Linked DNA regions of Gossypium arboreum: region 1 is linked to region 2. Evidence: chromatin contacts called from public Hi-C data. All regions are on one chromosome and are shown on one strand. Each heading gives the region's core, a stretch centred on a gene start, on an enhancer-like site or on the middle of the called end of the contact. The rest is flanking DNA. Distances are from core to core; before and after follow the strand shown. Region 1 holds the start of LOC108467926 (sec-independent protein translocase protein TATB, chloroplastic). Region 2 holds the start of LOC108454871.

Region 1 (6,137 bases), core at 628-3,127, 360 kb before region 2:
GTGCTTATGATTTTTTTGGGTTTAAGATTTTAAGAGTTATATGACTTTTAGCGGCGCTTTACCAAAAGCGCCGCTAATGCTCTGTCTTTTAGCGGCGTTTTACCAAAAGCGCCGCTAATGCTCTATCTTTTAGCGGCGTTTTACCAAAAGCGCCGCTATTTCTCTGTTTTTAGCGGTGTTTTAACAAAAAAACGTCGCTATTGCTCAGTTTTTAGCGGCGTTTCCGCTATTGCTTTGTGTTTTACAATTTTTGCGGCGTTTTCTGATAAAACGCCGCTAAAGCCCTATTTTCTGTAGTGATACAATAATGTAATAAACATTGTGCTAATAGTATTAATAATAATATTAAAAACATGATGATAATAAAAAAATATGTTGTGATAACATTAAATATGGGGATAATAGTAAAAAAAATGGAATAACAATGTTAAATTAGTAATAGTGAGAAATAGTAAATAATAATAATTTGATATAAAAATGGTAACCGATAATAAACAATGGTATAAAAAATAATATAATAAGTCTATGTATAATAGAAATTTATATTTAAAATAATTAACTTCGCTTAAAAATATATATATTTACATAATAAATATATAATAATAAATAAATAATATAATAATATGAAACATAACTCAAATTAATTAAATTAATAGAAAATAATAAAAACAAATATAAAAATAATGAGAATAAAGCTCAAATAAATTAATTTAACAGTAAAATAACAAAAATAAAAAAGAGGTTAAATTGAATTAAAAGTGAAACTTTGAGGCCAAATCAGAAAGGAAATAAAATTAGAGGTAAACTCCTTCTCTTTTCCCTTATTTCATTTGTGTAAAGAAAAAATGTGAACGCCAAAGTAAACAAAATTGAATAATATAAAAAGTTACCTTAAAAATCTAATTTGTATTCTCTTTGATTTCGTATGTGTATTCTCTAAAAAATTCCCCCTCTTACAATAGTTTTTCCATGGCTTTTATAGCCAAATTTTACAACTTATAACAAGTAGGGTGATAGAGTTAGTGGGGGTGATGGAGGTAGTGGATGGTTTAGTAGGGTGTGGGGGTGATGGAGGTAGTGGATGGTTTAGTAGGGTGATGGAGTTAATGGTTGGTTTAGTGGAGTGTTTAATTTGGGTTGGTTTGATTGAGCCCGGGCAGAAATTAGGCTTAACAAACTTCTAATCCTATAATCTATGATTTGATATAATTAATAATTTATATTATATATTATCGTATATTCATATTTAAAAAGGTAAAAAAAATTAAAATGCATATCTAAAATAAACCTGGACATATGCAAGTCTAGGTTCATCCCATCAAAATTCAAAATTCAAAAATATAAAAACTGAAAACTTTTTTAGACTTACTTTAGAATACACGTGTAGTTGCTAAAATACGTTTAGAATAAATTTCCAAATTTAGATAAATTTTGGCCCCAATTTATTCAAGTTCATTTTGTACATCTATCTTTAGTAAAAAATTATATAAAATTTATTTTTATAAAATTTTAATAAAATTTTATATCTTTATATTTATTTAATAATTTTAAAAAAATCACAACATTATTTATAAGTCATTCACTCTTTTTTTTATTTAATAATGAGGTATAATATTATTATTTATTGATGATACATAAAACTTGTAGGCATCGGTGTATCAAATATTATTTGTAAGATTAATATGAAAAAGAAAAAGAAAGTATAAGAATCGGATTGAAAATATTACCAATTAATTCAGGGTAAAGGTTATTGAAGAAAAAAACCTGAACGCAACTCATTTTTATCAAACATTGTGGGGAAGCCCTAAAAAATTGGGCTATCTTAAACATGATGTGCCAGCATTTGACTACCCAAATCAAGCCCAGAACTTGGTGATGGCTGATCATGAGAGTCAGGTGTCGACCCACATTGAAATGGCCATTTCAGCCTACAATAAGATCTCCAGAATCCGGATCAAGTGAGCTCCAAAAGTAAGCTTCTCTGTAATGTTGGTATCGTAATCTCCTCGACCATCATTTTCCACATATTGCATTTTTAGACATCTTCCCATTTCAAGATAACCTTTGGTTTGGTGTCCCCTCCCAATTCCATGTCTATGCTCGGAAAAATCTAAGCTCTCCTTAAACTCACTAAAATTATCTATCTCTTCAAATGACCACAATTATGGCCGTCTCAACTTCCGCATTCTTATTCACACCTTCCGTTAGCTCCAAGTCCACTACTTTCTCCTTCTCTCCTTTAGTTTCACATCGCAAATCCTTTCCTTTCCGTTTCTCCACGTGGTTTCCTCAGTTGGGTCCATCCTTTTTTTCTCAATGGAGTGGTCTAAAGCATCTGGGCATTTCAATCTCACCAAAATCTCTTAAATTAGGTATCTTTTTTATTTTATTTTTTATTTTGGTCTGGGTTCCTCTTTTTAAGCTGTCTATGCAATTCATTTATTTTGATTATTGAATTTCAGAAAAAAAAGGAAAATGTAAAGGAAGGGTGGTGCATGCATCTTTGTTTGGCGTTGGAGCTCCTGAGGCTCTGGTTATTGGGGTAGTTGCTTTGTTGGTGTTTGGTCCCAAGGGTCTGGCTGAGGTATGTTCTGCCTTTATATGCTAAGGGACAAGTCATTCTCATTTGCATGTTGTTTCAATTATAAGCACCAACCTGTCACTTGCTCCTTTTATGGTTTGTAACATTTGATGATTTTCCAGGCTGTTTGTGTCTATCATATGTTTGTAATGTATGTCTTTGTACAGTTCAAGTTTCTAATTTTATGCGGGTATTGGATTTAGATAGGTCCTAAGCTTTGGAAACGTAGGCTTTGTGGCAACTATTTTAAAATATTAATCTCTATTCAACGCTTCAAATATGAATTAAGCAACAAGAAGCAAAAAAAATTGGTAGAATTTCTAAGGAGTGCCTGGGAAGTTGGTATGATAAATTGTTGAAACTGAAAAATTATTGCTGGTTTAGTGTTGGATTTTATAGACAATACTTAGCTTTGCTTGAAACTGAAATTGATATGGTTTCTTGTCTTATATAAGAATTGAAATGTTGGTTTAAATTATAATCTTAGATGATAGAAAGAATCCTTTTATTGAGATGAAATATAGAAAGAATCCTTTTATTGAGATGAAATCTTATTTTATTCGTTTTTAAGCTTCTTTTAGTATATGAGTGAACAATAACTTAATTCAATTGGTAATATTTAGCCATTCCCATGACTTAATTTTGGTAAAGAGAAGGAAAATTTTTCGCTTATTTTGAAGAAATCTTATTTTTTATCAGTTTTTACTCACCTTTCTAATTTCAAGTTTAAAATTGCACTAACTATTCTTTAGTTTATATCTAACTATTGTACTACATCTGTAATAAATAAGCATTTTCCTCATATATAAGACTAGTAACCAAGCGAGGCATTAATGTAGTGTTGTTTGACAAGATAATGATTTTTTTTCCCTTGATGCAGAAACATTGTTGTCATTTAAGTCCAATTCATTCCATTGTATTACCCTATTTTAAACTCTTAAGCTCCCCTATCCTTTCAGGGCTCATTCTAATGATGCCTTGATGTATTTAGTGATCCAGATCTTTAAGAATAAGTGTTGTGTCTTTTACCTCAGATCCCTCTTGACATTTTACTAAATGGCTCGATATGACAAGAAGAATCTAACTTGTGAGGACTGGAGAGTTAAAAGAATATTTCCTTAGGTATTGTGATAAGGTCTGATAATCAATTATTAAATATGCTGTATCCATGATGTCTGATGTACCATAAAGGCATTAAAATAAAACATATAAGTGCTTGGATGCTTTGATTCTTTACAAAGTAGCTGCATTGTGATACTTATGAACTTATCAAGAATTTATTTACAAGTGCATGGCAGACATTTTGATGCCTTCCATAAATGACTATTCTCACTGTTTAGCAAAATGTGGTCGCTAATGTTTAGGCTGCATTATATTGTTACTTTTGCTACTTATTTTAAATAATAAAAAATTATAGAAAAGTCTTTCACGTACAAAATATGTCACTGTCCTTTTATGTAAGATAATTATGTTTAAATTTTGTCACAATTGATCTGCTTATTCGTTTTTTAGTTGAATACAATTATGCTTTTTACCATTCATATATTATTCTGTAGAAATTTTTGAGGAAGCGAAAACCAAGTTTTAAATATGTTGATCAAATGATCAAACAGAACCTTTATAGTTAGGATCATATTCTGTTTAAGTTAAATCCTCTCAGCCTCTCAAATGGCATATTAAAGTGCAGGTTGCTAGGAATCTGGGGAAAACATTGCGTGCGTTTCAACCCACCATTAGAGAACTTCAGGTAGGGCCTGAACCCTTTGGTTTTACTCATATCTTTACCATGTAATAACTCTGTCCTTCTGAACTCTTCGCCTTTATATCGTCTGTGAAGGAAGTTTCGAGGGAATTCAAGAGCACCCTTGAAAGGGAGATTGGTCTTGATGAAATGCCGAGTTCAACACAAAATACACTGAATAGGAACAGTCCCTATCTAAGTAATGCTCCCCTAACACCTTCACCAGTTACCAGTGCTGAGGAAACTGGTAGTGATGCTGACCCGGGTAAGCGCTTAATATTCTTATATTTTCGGCTAATTAGTGGCATGAAATTGTCTTATAAGATTTTTCCTTTGAATCTCACTTACGTTATTATGATCTCTTACCCTGAAACATGCACTAAATGCTACTGCATAGCGTTTGATCCTGCTTTTTATGGCTTAGTGGTAGGAACTTTCCTTATTCCTTATCCCATTCCCCTTGTGTATTCCAATGAAATTTAAGAAGCATGCAAATTCTGTCGCTTTACTGCAGATGGTGCTCAATCCATAAAAGCAGCATATACTAGTGAAGAATACTTAAAGATCACAGAAGAACAGCTAAAAGCTTCAGCATCCAAACAGCAGGACCAGACCGCCTCTCCCAGCGAGACCGAGTTAGGATCCCAAAATCAACATGAAGGTTGGTTCTTCTTCTTCTTTCTCTTTGTATTTCTCTGTCTATTGCCTTTCTCTTTCTCACTTTGATGTTATTTGTGCAAAATCAATAACAGCTACTCCCAAAGAAACTACCACTGCTGCTGCTGCTGCGATGCCTCCGTCTCAGAAACCAGAAAGCGAGACGAAACCAGAAAGCGAGACGGGAAATCCGTGAATGGAGATAGAATGTTTATAGTAGAGAAGCCTCTAATTAGGGTACTAGAAACTTCCTCAGAAAGGTATAAAGCAAGGAAAGAAACACCACGTTTTGCCCCTTTGTTATTCATCTAAATTTTGGTTCAAGTCATTGTATATTAGATCTTTGCAAATGTGCTACCTGTACGTAGTCACCAAGAGTAATTGTACAACTTAATTTGATCTCAAGACAATGTTTTCATTGGAGGAGTGCCATGTTTTGGATTAGTGATTGTCAAATCCTCATTTTGTTCCTCTTCACTCTGGAGATGTTTGTCTGCATTTTAACTAAAACCTTTCTGATGAAATCCCAAAATCTCAATTGACAAATATATGAACACTTTTTGGATTGCAATATTGATGATTTCTTTTAATTTCCCAAAATAAAGTTGCGGGGAAATTAATTTTTTAAAAGCACACTTTTTAATATTAAACGGACCTTCACCGTTAGGTGGTGAGGTAGAATTAAAAAGAGCAAAATTTCATCGGTTAGCAGCTTGAATTTGGCATGAACTGATCATATGCTTGTTTTTATACTTTGCTACTTGAATATTTTTGTTTCACTTAAAAAAAAAAAAATAGGAGATGCATCATATGGTGTATCCTTATGCATGTCAATCGGTAACATGACATACATAAAAATCTAAATTAAAATATTATATAAAAACATTATTAAAAATTATGTAAAATATAAATAATTCAAAAAACTAAAAGGAAAACAACAAAAATTTAAAAATATATATATATAAAAGCTATAAATATAAAAATTCTAAAGTTTCTAATAATTATATAAATGCGAAAAATATATATAATTTTTTTTAAAATATGTTTAAAATTTTAGAATATTACAAAAATGGTACATAAACATTTTTGTTGCTCAATTTGGTACTTACGTGTTTTGGGATCAATTTGGTACCGACTTGACATTTTTTCTAATTTAGT
Region 2 (5,973 bases), core at 2,967-5,466:
GTGAGTAATCATAATTTCAACATATAGTTCAACCACCTTTCACTTGTCTAAGCTCATATCTTACTATATTCTCATAATGTCTTTATTCGGCAATTATACCTGTCTTTCTTTTCCTCATATCCAATGAAACACAATTTAAATAAATTAACCGTAAAATATTACAAATCAATGAGGCTCCTAAGCCTATCACATGATCATTATCAAATCTGATCATGTATCCATTCATCATAAATATAGATCATTTGTCACAAGGTTATCAATGTTTCACAAGTATAACTTGTTCATGTATATTCTCACCAAGAATTCATCGTATACCAAACTCACTTTACATGAGTTTTGTGTACATACCTGTACCACTCGAAATATGGTCACATACTTTCTCAATCTTAACATACCCGTTGAAAATACAATTCAAGCACATAAGCATATTAGATCACATCTCAATTTGGCCCAACAGCCTAACACATAATCATCATTTATATTTATCTTATATCTAACAGCACAAGTATGTGCACTATCAATCACAATGGGTAATAAATAATTATTTCCACAATAATCATGAATTTACAATTATAGGCTTACGTACATGCCTGTTTACTCGAAGTAATTTCATTCTCATACTCATCTTTGACTTACCCGTTGAACCACATTGGAATACTAAGGATGCTCGGGGTTTTCATACCTATAGTATCGTATCAATGCCATATCCCGGATATGATCTTTCATGAAATATCATATTGACGCCATGTCCCTGACATGGTCTTATACGAAATCACATACCGATTTCATATCCCAGATTTGGCCTTATTCGGAATCTCGGTAGCCCTAATATCATGACATTTGTATTATACTCTTGAGGTTAAATCTGGATTTCCCATTTCTCGAAACTTCGTCAAAATTGTCATTAATCAATTTCATAAAAAAATGTATACAATTCATGCAATATCGAAATATTAAATACATAACATAAGGTTGCATTATTTACGCATGAACTTACCTTGAAACCAAAATGGCAAAAGAGACTTAACTGTCAATTTCTCGTTTTCCCCCGTTCTAGGTCCGAATCTCGTTTTCTTTGATCTATAATATCACGTTTAGCCTATTTATTAGTCACATTAGTCAATGTGATCTAAAAATCATACTATGAAAAAATTACATTTTTGCTCCTAAACTTTGTCATATTTACACTTTTTCCCTTAGGCTCGTAAAATGAATTTTATTCAATTTCTTTGCACTTTAAGCCTAGTCGAATCATTTCATAACTATAACAGCCCACAATTTCCACTAAATCATACTTTTTATGACAAATTTTATAACTTTTATAAATTAGTCCTTTTTAGCGTTTTCACCGAAAACTACTTAGTAAAAGTTATTTAACACACAACAAACATTCATATTCCTCCCTTAAAAAAATCAAAATACACACATGTAACACATGGGTAAATTTTTAAACATCAACCCTAGCTCAAATAAATGGTAGAAATAGATAGATCTTGTTATGAGGATTATAAAAACGTAAAAATCATTAAAAACAGGACTAGAACGGACTTACAATCGAGCTTGAAAGCTTGAAAAACCCTAGACATGGTTTCTCTATGCAAGTTTCAGCCAAGAGGTTGAAGATGGACAAAAATTGACTTTTAATTTTGTTTTTAATTCATTTTAATAACTAAATAACCAAAATTCCCTTAATGAAAAACTTTGGAAACATGTCTAACGATGTTCATTTTTTTCCACCAATTTAACCAATGGTCTAATTACCATATAAGGACCTCTAATTTAAAATTTCATAACAATTGGAGACCTCTAGCATGTGGAACTCAACTTTTGCATTTTTTATGATTTAGTCCTTTTGACTAAATTGAGTGCCCAAACGTCAAAATTTTCAAACGAAATTTTCACGAAATCATTTTATGAAATCGTAGACCATAAAAATATAATAAAAATAAATTTTATTACGTCGAATTTATAGTTTCGAAATCACTGTTCTCACTAGACCCTAAATTGGGATGTCACACATATTGCCCATGTAAATATTCAAATTTTCTTTCCCTTTAATCTGGTTTGCTAGATTTTTCAAATAATTTAGAGGATGGTATAAACTATCTAAAGTTTGAGTTTGGTAGGGCGAATTTTATCCTTTAGTTCCTTTATTCTATATTCTTTATTTTAAATCATATTTTATTCCTTCTTAATTTTCGGAAAAATCCATATTGTTAAACCAACTTCCAAGTGTAACTCTTACGAGTTGGGTTCCACATCATATCTACTTTCATTAAAGTTAAAAATGCAATCAAATTGTCATATATAATTGCTTTTCTTCATTTTTTTTAAGAATATATATTCAGAAAGGAGTTGTTTGATGTAAAGTTTGGTTATATTTTTAATTTATCTAATTACTGGCGTGGTTTCTTATGGCATCGAAAAGATGAGGAGGACGACTAGGTTTTGGGCTTTTGCCTGTTGTACTCACCTTTCAAGCAATCTTTTACCTCATACACCACCTTGTAAAACAACTTGCAAACAGCAAGAAGAATCTGGGAGCAATGATTCAAATTTTATTATCAGTTACGAATATATGACTTTGCAATTCTGAATATATGCTAATGGGTTGATCACTTAACTGATACTAATAATTTTAAAAATTAGTATACTTTAAATAATTAATTTTTTTTATAAATTTTATCTTAATACAATAAAATGTATATTTAAAATTTTTAAAATATAACTCTAAATCCTACAAAATTTTTAAAGGTCTGAGCTTTAAAAAATAAAATACTAAGGATTTTATTTTTTTTTGTTTTTGAAAAGAAAATACTAAGGATTTGTTTTAATAAATAAGGGGTGAAATTTTGACTCATTCTCCCTTGAGAGGGATAGCAACTGTAATAGCACACCTATTCCAACGCATAAGAATAAGTTGCCGGTAGGGCATTGGATACCTGACAAAAAGGTTTTTATTTCCCACTACATAGAAGCCGATGCTTATGGCCTTCACCAGCAAAAACAACAACAACTATTACAATCTCCCTTCAACTCCAAAGAGCACCACCATTTAAAACAAAATCACGTTTGGCTAATGGCAATTGTCTTGTTGTATTGACTGACTTAGTAATATAGGATTATTCATCTTGTCTCGAGAATTAGAAATCATCGCCACCATCATCATATCCAAGATCATCTTCAACCTTCTCCGCCACTTCATCTTCGAAATGATCCTCCAGCGCATCCACGCCCTCCGCTAATGCCAGTCCACCCAAAGCCCCTGCAACCGCACCCACAGCCAATCCTGTCCCCATCCCTCCGAACTTACTCTTCTTCTTCTCCACTTGCCCATAGTACCCACCACTTCCTTCACCGTACGCCGGCCGAGCATTGTAATTGTACGCACTGTAGGGATACCCAGAAGCTGGGGCTGCATAGTAAGGACTTTGTGGCTGTGGCGGGTGAGCGTATGGGTAAGGATAACCATAAGTTTGCGGAGCTCCTGGGTAGGCTCTTGAATCCGGTGCTGGGACCCCGTAGGGTGGTGCACGGTACGGATCGGGATCATGATAGCGTGGCTCTCTGGTCAAAACTCTAACGTCAACTTTTCCTTGGGGTCTCCCAGAGGGTCGCTTCAGCTTGAGCGTTTTCTCGTGGCTTACTTCGAAGCCGGCCTTATCAAGGACTTTTCGGAGCTTGATCTTACCTGAGCCAATGAGTGGTTTGGTGTGCTCCTCGGAACCGACGTGGACGACGTCGATGAAGAGAATGGTGTCGTCGTCGACGGGACCAGCAGGGAGAGGGATGACCAGAGTTTCGTCCCATATGGGACTAGTGTCACCCTCCTCATCGACTTTGGTGGAACACTTGTTCTTTGGGTCCACCCACAAGACGACGTACGGCCTGATTGGACCGTGACGCCAATTGACGTTTTTGAGATCTTTGGCGGAGGAGAGGGTCACCTCTATTTCACGGGGAGAGGCCATTAATATGCTTCTTAATCAAGGTGGAAATAAGTAAAAAGGATCTGGTTTGGTTTTGGAGTATGACCAAACAAGGTGACGACTCCAGTATATATAGGTTCTAGGAAAGAGGTTTTTTTGACATTAAACGTAATCACCAGATTGACCTTTTAATCTATATGGGGAGTGGGAACTGGGGAAGGGAATACTTAGAGAAGGACATGGACATTATGGTCTAAACAAAGGGTGAGACTGGGGGAGGGATTAACAAGAGGTGGTGTAGCTGGGTATCCTTAATTGCTTAAATGTGACTTTTAAAGAGAGACAGGTGCCGACTTTGAATTGCACAATGACAAATATTATTACCAAACATGGAGCATGTACATATCCTTCATGATCTTCTACATTAATTATAGTTAAAAAATGACAAACACACCCCTATAATTTAATTCTTTTTGGTAATAACACATCCCAACATTATTAACAATTTACCTTTAAGGATTTTTATTAAAATTATATTAATTTATTACTTTTTTTTCAAATTGACATGGATTGGAAATTTTTTATCAAAATGATATGTTTTAAATCATAAAAATTGCACACGCTATAGGCCCAAATTGACAATTTTTTTGTGGCAATTTGGGTGGAACACCAAACTGTGAGGCCCAAATCACTACAAATCATATTGATTTGGAACTTTGGGAAACGTGTGCCACTTTTTACTATTTAAACATAGGTTTAGGGCAAAGAATTTTGTCAAATCGTAGCTAAAATTGTCGATTTGGGGAAGAATCTTTGCCACCCAAATCGATTCACTTTGTGGCTATTTGGCTTAGAGATTTTTTGCCCAACAATACCCAACAGTCCAAAAGAAACCCAAGACCCTAACCCCACTACGCATATATATATATATATATATATATAATATCTTGACATTTTCAATATAACACATGGTAAAAATTTGGGTTTGAATATCAAGAAAATTATGAGAAAATTTTATGGAACGACTCAAATATAAAATTTTAGAAAAGGAATTTGATATTGGAGAAGGGCAATTACGTGAAAAGAGTTGTAAAGTTGGAAGTATGACAAAAAAAAAAATCAAATCTCAAATTTTAAAAAGTATGAGGACTAAAGTGCAATTTGACCAACAAAAGAACCATTGAGTTATATTATCTTGAATCATGAAAGTACCATTGAGCCCTATTACTCAGCGTACAATTTATTTATTCCATGCACGGGTACATGTATTCTCGAAGCCAGAAATTTTTTTTATGGAGCCGAAATTAACTTTTAATTTTAATAGCCTATATCTTTATAATTTTTAAAGAATTAAATAAAAATTTATTATTTTAAGGGGTTAAAGTGTAATTTTACCTTTAATAATTTAAAGTTTTAAATTTTCTAAAGGGTCTAAATGGACAATTTTCCATTTTAGGGGTAGCATCCATATAGCAACAATTGACTCAACTTAAGTTTGTATAGTTCCTTTTGTTAGAAAAACAAGTTTGGAAAATGCGATGAAAAATAAGTTTTAAGGAAAAATTAGAGTCTTAAATTTTTTTTTTCTAAAACTAGAACTTAGTTATGGTATCTAAAGTAATAAATACTTAATTAAAATTGTACATCTTTGATTGGTCTAGGATGAACGCTTCGACTGAATAGTCTTATCTACTATCCTCAAGCTCATGTTTGTCAATGTAGGTAGGGATGAGCATTCGATCGAATCGAATAAAAAAATTTCGAGTTAATTGAGTTCACAAGTCATATTTTATCTTCCTAACTCAATTTGATTTTTTTTCGAATTGAGTCGAGTCAAATTGAGTGAAATTGTTCGAGTTAAATAAAAAAATTTAAACATGTCAAATAAAAACATTATTAAAATAAAGCTAATTCCATGTTAGAGCACATAAATTTGAAACCATATATATTTGAAAAAATCAAAGCAAAAAAAAAACCTTGATTATGATAAATTTGAATCATTAATTAAGTCCCAAAATTATTATTTTAGAATATTTTTAAAAAT

Evidence for each region. A called contact is a pair of places that touch in the nucleus more often than the background predicts.
Region 1: a contact with region 2 is called in a Hi-C map of leaf, with 2.9 times the contacts expected there. The contact joins the promoter of LOC108467926 here to the promoter of LOC108454871 in region 2. A contact is called at or near these places in 2 of 5 Hi-C or Micro-C datasets (both in leaf).

The regions. Positions count from the first base shown.
Region 1 is chr9:33,119,180-33,125,316 of ASM2569848v2, reverse strand. LOC108467926 (sec-independent protein translocase protein TATB, chloroplastic) reads left to right here and starts at 1,877. Exons shown (of 6, transcript XM_017768756.2): 1 at 1,877-2,372; 2 at 2,463-2,584; 3 at 4,269-4,328; 4 at 4,419-4,587; 5 at 4,837-4,983; 6 at 5,075-5,503. The coding sequence starts at 2,153. The coding sequence ends at 5,175.
Region 2 is chr9:32,758,410-32,764,382 of ASM2569848v2, reverse strand. LOC108454871 reads right to left here and starts at 4,216. Exons shown (of 1, transcript XM_017753473.2): 1 at 2,763-4,216. The coding sequence starts at 3,971. The coding sequence ends at 3,144.